Linked DNA regions of Mus musculus: all the other regions are linked to region 2. The links are chromatin contacts, called in public Hi-C and HiChIP or PLAC-seq maps. All regions are on one chromosome and are shown on one strand. The core of a region is the stretch at or near the end of the contact, and the rest is flanking DNA. Distances in the headings are between cores, read along the strand shown.

Region 1 (2,700 bases), core at 201-2,700, 270 kb before region 2:
ATTAGTGACCTGGGTCGTTTGCATTCAAATATGTCACGTGCAGAGGTCATAACAGAAAAACAGTAAGTAGTATTGCACACATTTTAAAATTTTTATTAGATAGAAACACCCAAAGCATGAAAGAGGGCACCGCAGAAGGAGGACTAACAGAACAAAGCCAAATGGCACGTGTATGAAAACATCCTAATGAGCATGGGATGCTAGCACACACCTTTAGTCTCAGCACCCAAGAGACACAGACAGGTGGATCCTTGCCTGAGGCCAGCCAAAGCTACAAAGTGAGTGAGTCTCTCTCTCTCTCTCTCTCTTTCTTTCTCTCTCTCTCTCTCTCTCTCTCTATATATATATATATATATATATACACACACACACACACACACATACACATATACAGAAAAGAAGAAAAATTAAGAAAAGAAAATGTCATGTTGAAATTTAATAAAAGAAAGGTTTTCCTTTGCTCACAGAAAGTGTGTGTGAAGTCTTTGTGAAGCTGGCCATGTGAATGCTGTGTCTATGTCAAGGAAAAGCAGGCATTTTATATCCTCCCTCTCTTTTTATGTAAATATATACAATTATACACAATTCTACATCTACTACATTCTTACTTAGGCAAGGTAGGTATGCCTTTAATCTCAGAACTTGGGAGGCAGAAGCAGGCAGACCTGTGTGAGTTCAAGACCAGCCTGGTCTACACAGTAAGCTCCAGGTTAGCAAAAGCTAGGCAATAAGACCATATCTCAAAAAATATTTCATTACTTTATTGTTGGTTGGGATGTGTATTTCTGGGAGGGGTGTGTAAATATAGGCACAGATAGATATACCACAGCGCTCATTTGGCAGTTGGAGGGCAATTTGGGGAAGTTGGGATTAGGGATGGAGCCAAGAGTGAGAGAAAGAGTGCCAGTTTATCAGGTTATACGGGTGTTTATTCATAAACAACAATAAAACAAATAGAAAGTGAAATGGGATTGCATTCATTCACACACTCACTTCACTCTCCTCCGGTCTGGCATATGTCGTAGCCTGGCTCTGATGGCTGCGCAGGCAAGGCCCTCGGCATTTCATGCTGTGCTTTGGAGCTTCTGGACACACCAGCCCCAAGAAGGTAATAATAGGAACCAGAGCATATACCCCACAGGAACTTAATGAAATTAGAAAAAAATTATGCCCAAAATGGCATGAAGGATGCATATGCTACATAGTGAAACTGTGGGAGAAGGGAGCAGATATAATAATGTTACCAGATCAAGAGATGTTGGGAACCGTCTCCTAGGAGAAAGGGGCTATCAACTCTGCAGCCATCTCCCGCCCTTTACTTGCAGGCTGGTATTTTTCCACCCTGCCAAGAGACTTGTTTCCTAGCATGCGGTTTTTGCAAGCAGCCCACCACAGCTGAGCACACTCTGATAACATCTCATTCTTTTCAGACATTTCCTGGACTTGCAGTTTAGTGCCCCCAGCTGCTAGTCACTTGTGGTTTAGTGTCTCCAGCTGCACTCATAAGGCTTAGCTTATGCTTATGTGCCCTTAATTGTTTTTCAATAAATGGGACTTGACCAGCAACCTGTCTTGCCTCCATTCTTCAAGTCTCTTGCCCCTTCCATACCACTCTCTCTCTCTTGCAGACCCCGTTGACTGATCTGCCGGCCAGGTCAAAGAGATGCACAAAATTAGAAATGTCATGGGAAAATCCCACCGTATCAGAAGCTCTGGAACATGAGTTAGACAGCTCCAGGGGAGATACACATTCACTGCTTGATTGGATAGCTGCAGCTTGGAGATAGGCATTCCCCTTCTTAGATGTAACTCAGTTGGAGGCCTCAGCAAAATGGAATCGTTTACAGAAAGCAATTCAGTTAGCAAGGAAATTAGGAGTACTCCACTTCAGCTACAACCAGGTTCCTGACCCACAGGCAGCACCTGTGGCCTCCCCCTGCCTTGAAGGAGGCTGATTCAGACCTTGCTGCTACTGAGAATGAGACCACCTGGGGTGGAGCCTTCTGACCTAGATGGCTTTATTTTTCTGTCACCTGCCGCTGCTCTTCTCCAAGAAGCACTACGCTGAGAGGCTGAACCTGTCTTCCTGAGATGTTCCTGAGATAGCCAACAACCTGTGGACTTGGCGACCTAATGCTAAAAGCTCTGACAGACTACTTAGCAACAAAGCATCAAGAAGCCTGGTGTGGCAGGAGATGGGCCTCCCCCCTTTATAAGCACAGACTCTTAGTAAACTTTGGGCCTTGATCAGAAATCTGTCTTGGTCTCGTTATTCCTCTCATACTCTCCCATACAGCTCTGGCCTCCCACTCAGGAGCCCAGTTAGTGTGGCCGCAGGCGGCTACACGCACCAAGGTTGGCCCAGTTTAGGAAAATCCGGTAAAGAAGCTCCACAACATCCAGGGATGACCCCAGCTGGACCACTGCAAGGATGCCAAGTGCGGCAGATGCCATGGACTTCTTAGAATCATGCAGAGAGTTAGACTCAGAGAAGGTTATACTAAAGTACCTACCCATTAAAGTAAGAAATATAATGGAGTAAAGAGACGGTTCAAATATAAATATATATATAAATATTTATATACATATTTATATATACATGTATGTGTATATGTCTATGTGTGTGCATATATATGTATATGTGTGTGGTGTGGTGTGTGTGTGTGTATATATATATATATATATATATATATATATATG
Region 2 (2,700 bases), core at 201-2,700:
CTCTTGCTTCCCGCTTGCTTCTCTCTTGGGCTCTTCGCTTCCCCCTTCCCTTCCCCCTCTCTCCACGTGCTCAAGGCCGGCCTCTCCGTCTCTGTCTCTCTCTCCTTCCTCTGCCTCTACTACCCTCTTAACTCCCCTTTCTTCCCCTGCTGGCCCTTCAGCGGGAAGGGATGCCTTGGCATGGGCCCACTGAGGCACCCCCTTTCCATACCTCCCCACAACCCCATAGAACATATCTTAAACTTCTTAATCTTTTTATAAACAAATCACTAAGTATCTCCATACTCTAAAAAACAAACAAACAAAACAAACAACAAAAACCCAGGAGGGCTGAGGGATGAAGTACTTGCCTGGCTCTCCTGAGGACTAGTATTTTGAAAACAGCCACATAGCAAGTATTTGGGCACTTTTCCTAGTTGGTATAATGTAACATCCGCTAAGGGCACTATCAGTGCTGCTGTTTTGTCGTCCCTATTGTTGGAGAGTGTCCTTTCTGGAAATCGTGGAGTTCAAAGTCTTGTCAGAGAGGTCCTCAAATAATTGCAGACCCGTGAGGGGTAGGTTTCTCACCAGTCGCTTCTCCATACTCACCAACCCCCTCCCCCAGATACCTGAACCCTGAAAATCACGTCAGCTCCAACCTGTCAAGTTGTTGGAGATCCTGCAATCGCCGCCGCCGCTGCAGCAGTCCTGAAAGCGACAGAGCCATGCAGTGAGCACATCCAGCGACCGCCGGCCCCACAGAGGAAGGCTCCAGCCTGGAAAGGAAATGCTATGAGATGGCAAGATAGGGACAAGAGAGACAGTCCTGAGGTTTCTCAGTGTGACAGCGCCCAAACCAGAGTTCAGGTCCCAACTCACAGCCAGGTTCCCTCGTACGCCCCAGCGCTTCCTCTCTAAGCCTTAGAAGTGAAAGTATCTGGGGTTGGGACAATCACCAAGTATGTCTACAAACGGCTTTCCTTAAACCATCATCAATAAAGCGAGCAAGAATGGGGAGGCTTGAGTGTCTAGAGAAATCAGGGCAGGTGAGGGGCGGCAGAGCAGCCAGACCTTTAGTTGTCCCTAGGGGCTGCACCTAGAGTCGTGCGGAGGTGGGGTGCAGTGACCAGGCCCCTGATGCAGGCCTGCAGTACGCAGTGCTTAAGAGTGAGACTGGCAGGTGAGCGAGGGGTCGGCGGCGGGGACCGCTCTTACCCAGAGGCGGCACGGGGGTCTCCTGGTCTTCACAGTGATCGGGCCACAAGGTGCAGCTGAAAAGCTCCCAGTACCGTTTGGAGAGGGCACCGGCCTTCCTCAGCTGCTCCTTCAGGCCTTTGACGCTCGGCCAAGGGGTGGGCTCGTCGGCCTCCTGGCCCTGCGCTCCCGGGGGGCGCAGCGGCAGGAGCAGCAGCAACCAGAGAGCGCCAAGAAACATGACCGGAGCGAGCGCTTCCGCCTCCAAGAGTCCCGGGACCCAGGACTCATCGACACCCACCAGCCGGCGCGGCCCAGGATTGGCGTCGCCGTGGTGACCGCTCCGCCCTCGCAGAGGCTGACTGAGCAACCCATCCTAATGGAACCAAGTTTCGATTCAGACCAGAGACCCATCCGAAATGAAACTCAAACTGGTGTCCCGGACTGCAGGAATCCTGAGCCCCTGTCTGCCCCTCGGGATGCAGGCTATTCTGGGGCATGCCTGTGGCCTCAAGTGGCCACGAAATGGCCACTGCCAGCCATTCAGCTGCGCCTCCCACATAAGAACCCCTTTTGGTGCCCTGCCCTCGTAGGTCAGCTTTCTGCCAACAGGAGGGTGATGAAACCGTCTGAGCAGGGAGCGTTTTTTTGTTGTCAGGGGAGTCAGCTGGGTGCAGAAGCAGTCCGAAGAGTGTGAGCAGTGGAGAGCTGGGTGGCCTGGTCCTCTAAAGAGGAAAATGAAACAGTAGAGAGCAGTGAGCAGCAGCAGGCTTTCATGGATGCCAGTCTAGCAGAAGCAAGAAGTAGGGTAGGATGGTATTTGAGTTCGGGAAAACCCCGGGTTAAGAGGAAATTGTATCATGTGAGAATTACAGATGTTAGGCTAAGTACTTGCCCACGCATAGCTAGGTTTTAAAACCTGATCAGATGCACCAGGAGGCAGAGGCAGAGGCAGGCACAGCTCTCTGAGTTCAAAGCTAGCCTTGTCTACATACTGAGTGCCAAGCCAGCTACAGTTACATAGTGAGACCCTGTCAATATTTAGAAAACACCAAAAACTCAGGCTTGGTTCCCAGCTTGGCATCAGGAGGAAGGTGGTGGAAATTAGAAGTGAGCCCTAGTGGAGGTCTTTGGGTTACTGGGGTGGGGGCATGTTCTTGAAAGAGAATTGTGGGTGAGCAGTTTTGTTCTACCAATTGCTCCCGCCACGATGCACTCTGCCCACCTTTCCCAGAGGTCTGTAAGTAGTGAACTTGACCTTCAAGGTTATGAACCAAATAAACTGTTTCTTTGATAACTCTCGGGTGCTTGCCAAGGTGGCAGGAAACTGACCCACTTCTTTACACTTAGTTGTAAATAAATAAATAAAATAAATAAATAAAATTTGTAAATAAGTAAAATAAATATCTGAGCATGCATGACAGTCTAACATACTATGGGTTTTTGTTATTGTTTGGATTTTTTGTTTGCCTGTTTTGTTTTCGAGACAAGGTTTCTCTGTGTAGCCCTGGCTGTCCTAGAACT
Region 3 (2,715 bases), core at 169-2,668, 330 kb after region 2:
TGATTGATGGGGAAAGGCCCAGCCCATCGTGGATGGTGCCATCCTTGAGTTGGTGCCATCCTTGAGCTCCATCAGAAAGCAGACTGACCAAGCCAGGAGGGGAGCAAGCTAATAAACAGCACCCCTCCATGGCCTCTGCTTCAGCTCCTGCCTCTGTTTCAGTTCCTGCCCTGACTTCCTTAGATGTGGAAGTGTAAGCCAAATAAACCCTTTCCTCCCCAAGTTGCTTTGGTCATGGGGTTTTGTCACAGCAATAGGAGCCATAACTAGAACACGGGGGTGGGAGTGGGGGTGGGGGGTGCGGAGAACTAAAGTCATGAAACAGGATAAAGTCAAGGCAGGATTGGTGGAGGAGGATATGCCTGACCCCAACATGCCCCACGGTGAAAGCTTTCATTACAGAATAGAAGAACACACTGCAATCAACCTAATGCCTCTAGATGTCTATGATAAAACATTACAACGAGAGAACAGATACGTTTAGCTTGGGTTCATGAACCATATCTCTTTTAACCCCTTTATCTGGCAAAATTACAACAGTTTGCTAGACTGTAGTTTCAGTGGACGAGTCCTACTGTAGTGCTCTAAAGGTGTCTTGTTACACGGAGAACAGTTGAAAGTTCGGGTACCATGTCTGGGGACATGGACCTGTGGTTGAGTCACCTGCTATACAAGCATTAGGGAATGGAGTTTGGATCTCCAGAAGTCATGTAAGTGCTGAGTGGGTGTGGCAACCCACCTGTAATCCCAGCACTCTTGGTGACCATGACAGGGAAGCTTTAGAGCAAGCTGGCTGCTTAGACTAGTCTTATCATTAAGTCTGGGTTCAATTGAGAAACCCTGCATCAATGAATAAGATAGAGAACAATTGAAGAAGACTTCTAACATCAACCTCAGGTCTTTACATGTACGCACAGACATGTGCTCAGGCATCCACACACACGTGAACATACATGCACACATACACAGAAAAACAGTACTAGTCTAGTCACTTTCATAGTTACCATGAAGATGAGAAAGATTTTCTTAACTCAGGGCTTAAAACTTTTTCATGATTTATGTAATTAGATTCAAATGCAGTCACTAGTGTTGAACGCCCATTTGCTAAGGGCAGGGAATGGGGCAATAGAGCTGACAGACTACAGAATGGAATGCAGAAGTGAGCGAGGCACCATCTTTCCCATCTAAGAAATGCTGACTGAAGTCAGTGAGGCAGTCATGCCCTGCTCCTCTCCCTGCCTCTAAGGTCAAGATGTTATCCCACATGTTTAAGGACTGGAATATGTGCTATGTAGAAGGATATATTCTTATGAATGTTCATATTGCAAAAATGAGAACTGTCCATTTGTTTGTGAGAGTTGAAGTGGGAAGGTCTAAGCTGCAGTGGGAGGATTAAGGAACCAAAGACAGCCAGGAAACCTCACATGTTTAAATATATCTGTGTCTGTCATTTGGCCCAGGAGGAAACAGCAATGTCAGGAATGAAGCTCTAATGTTGCTAACAACATTCTGGAAGAGACACTGGAGACAGCGTTGAGAGGTATCTGCAGCAGGCTGTGTGACCCAGCAGCTGGATATTCTCAGAAGCTCAGTCCATGAGACCTTTGAGAACAAGGCAGACAGGACCCCAGGGGAATTTTCTGGCTTCTTCTTGCTCCAGCCAAAATTCCAAAATGGAATAGTGTGAAGTGTGATAAGACCAAAATGGAAGGGAAGAGGGGAGGGGGGCGGGAAAGAACCCCAGAGGTTGCTGTTTTGGAAGACTGGGGAACTGGGGACAGTGGGGGAGGAGGAGGGAGACAAATTCCTGCCTGGATATTCAATGCAAGAAGAGTTTCCTTTTCTGATTATAACAGTTACTGGGTCATCAGGATTTAATTTTTACTGAGTGCTGAGTTCCTAAACAGTGTGCATCCAAATGTGTCACCATGAGGAAGGAACCGTTCTGTGAGGACAGCGTCACTATCACTACAATCCCACAGAAGCGATGACACAGAAGCTTAAAGTGTGTCCTGTGTTGGAAGATGATCAGTGCATTTCTGGACATAATTTCAGGTGACAACGATTTGTAAAAGGGACTCTCAAGCCAAGCATCTATTGGAGACAGGCATAGTGCTACATATCTGCAGTCTTAGTTTCTCAGAAGTTTGAGGACTGCCAGGGCAACTTTGTGAGACCCAATCTTAAAATCCATCATCAATCAACTAGAAATTGATCCTGGAGGACTGGGGGGTGGGAGCAATGAGAGGAAGAAAGGTTTCTGGGCATATAGATCTTTTTTCTACAGAGACCTTCATGTCGTTTAAATTATGATGATATGAATATATAATAGTTCGATAAATAAAAATGTAAAATTAAAAAGATTAAAAACTTAAAAGAAATTTGAAGTAAAATAGCAATTCTAGCTGGACAGTGGTGGTGCACACCTTTAATTCCAGCACTCAGGAGGGAGAGGCAAGCGGGTATTTGAGTTGGAGATCGGTTTGTTCTACAAAGCCAGAGCTGCACAGAGAACCCTGTCTCATAACAGCCAATGAGATACAAGCTTAAATACTCTTTTAGGTCGCAGCTTAGCTCCGCACTTGTAAAACGTCTTTAGAAGGCAGGAGGAAAGATTCACACCCCTGGAGCAATCCAGGAAACCTTTGCCCGGTGGAGAGACTGGGTGAACTTTTCTTAAGAAACGCGCAGGAATGATTCTCCGCCCTGTCCTTC

What was found. Hi-C and Micro-C count contacts between places; a contact is called where the count stands out from the background. HiChIP or PLAC-seq counts read pairs in DNA pulled down with a chosen protein or histone mark.
Region 1: a contact with region 2 is called in an H3K27ac HiChIP or PLAC-seq map of regulatory T cells, with 6 times the contacts expected there. The contact joins the enhancer-like site here to the promoter of Tor3a in region 2. A contact is called at or near these places in 12 of 39 promoter capture datasets (the 3T3-L1 cell line, the C10 cell line, embryonic stem cells and 8 more), 7 of 484 Hi-C or Micro-C datasets (CD8 T cells, cardiomyocytes, cerebral cortex and 2 more), 7 of 115 datasets of contacts at active chromatin or transcription factors (astrocytes, bone marrow-derived dendritic cells, embryonic stem cells and 4 more) and 2 of 9 other capture datasets (adipose tissue and liver).
Region 3: a Hi-C map of myocytes shows a contact between it and region 2, with 1.6 times the contacts expected there. The contact joins the enhancer-like site here to the promoter of Tor3a in region 2. A contact is called at or near these places in 3 of 484 Hi-C or Micro-C datasets (B cells, liver and myocytes) and 1 of 115 datasets of contacts at active chromatin or transcription factors (pancreatic cancer cells).

What each region holds. Positions count from the first base shown.
Region 1 is chr1:156,406,776-156,409,475 of GRCm38.p6, forward strand. The region is part of intron 4 of Axdnd1 (axonemal dynein light chain domain containing 1); the gene reads right to left. Among named protein-coding and RNA genes, the nearest start is that of Axdnd1, 13 kb to the right of the region's middle. Within about 2 kb of position 1,451, at least 43 of the 459 cell types and tissues checked have an H3K27ac peak or open chromatin away from gene starts, as enhancers often do. A contact at or near this core is called in CD8 T cells, memory CD8 T cells and regulatory T cells, where this site is marked.
Region 2 is chr1:156,672,889-156,675,588 of GRCm38.p6, forward strand. It overlaps Tor3a (torsin family 3, member A), which reads right to left and starts at 1,451. Exons shown (of 6, transcript NM_023141.2): 1 at 1,198-1,451; 2 at 642-758. The coding sequence starts at 1,417.
Region 3 is chr1:157,006,948-157,009,662 of GRCm38.p6, forward strand. No RefSeq gene overlaps it. Among named protein-coding and RNA genes, the nearest start is that of Gm39685, 19 kb to the left of the region's middle. Within about 2 kb of position 1,419, at least 48 of the 459 cell types and tissues checked have an H3K27ac peak or open chromatin away from gene starts, as enhancers often do. A contact at or near this core is called in myocytes, where this site is marked.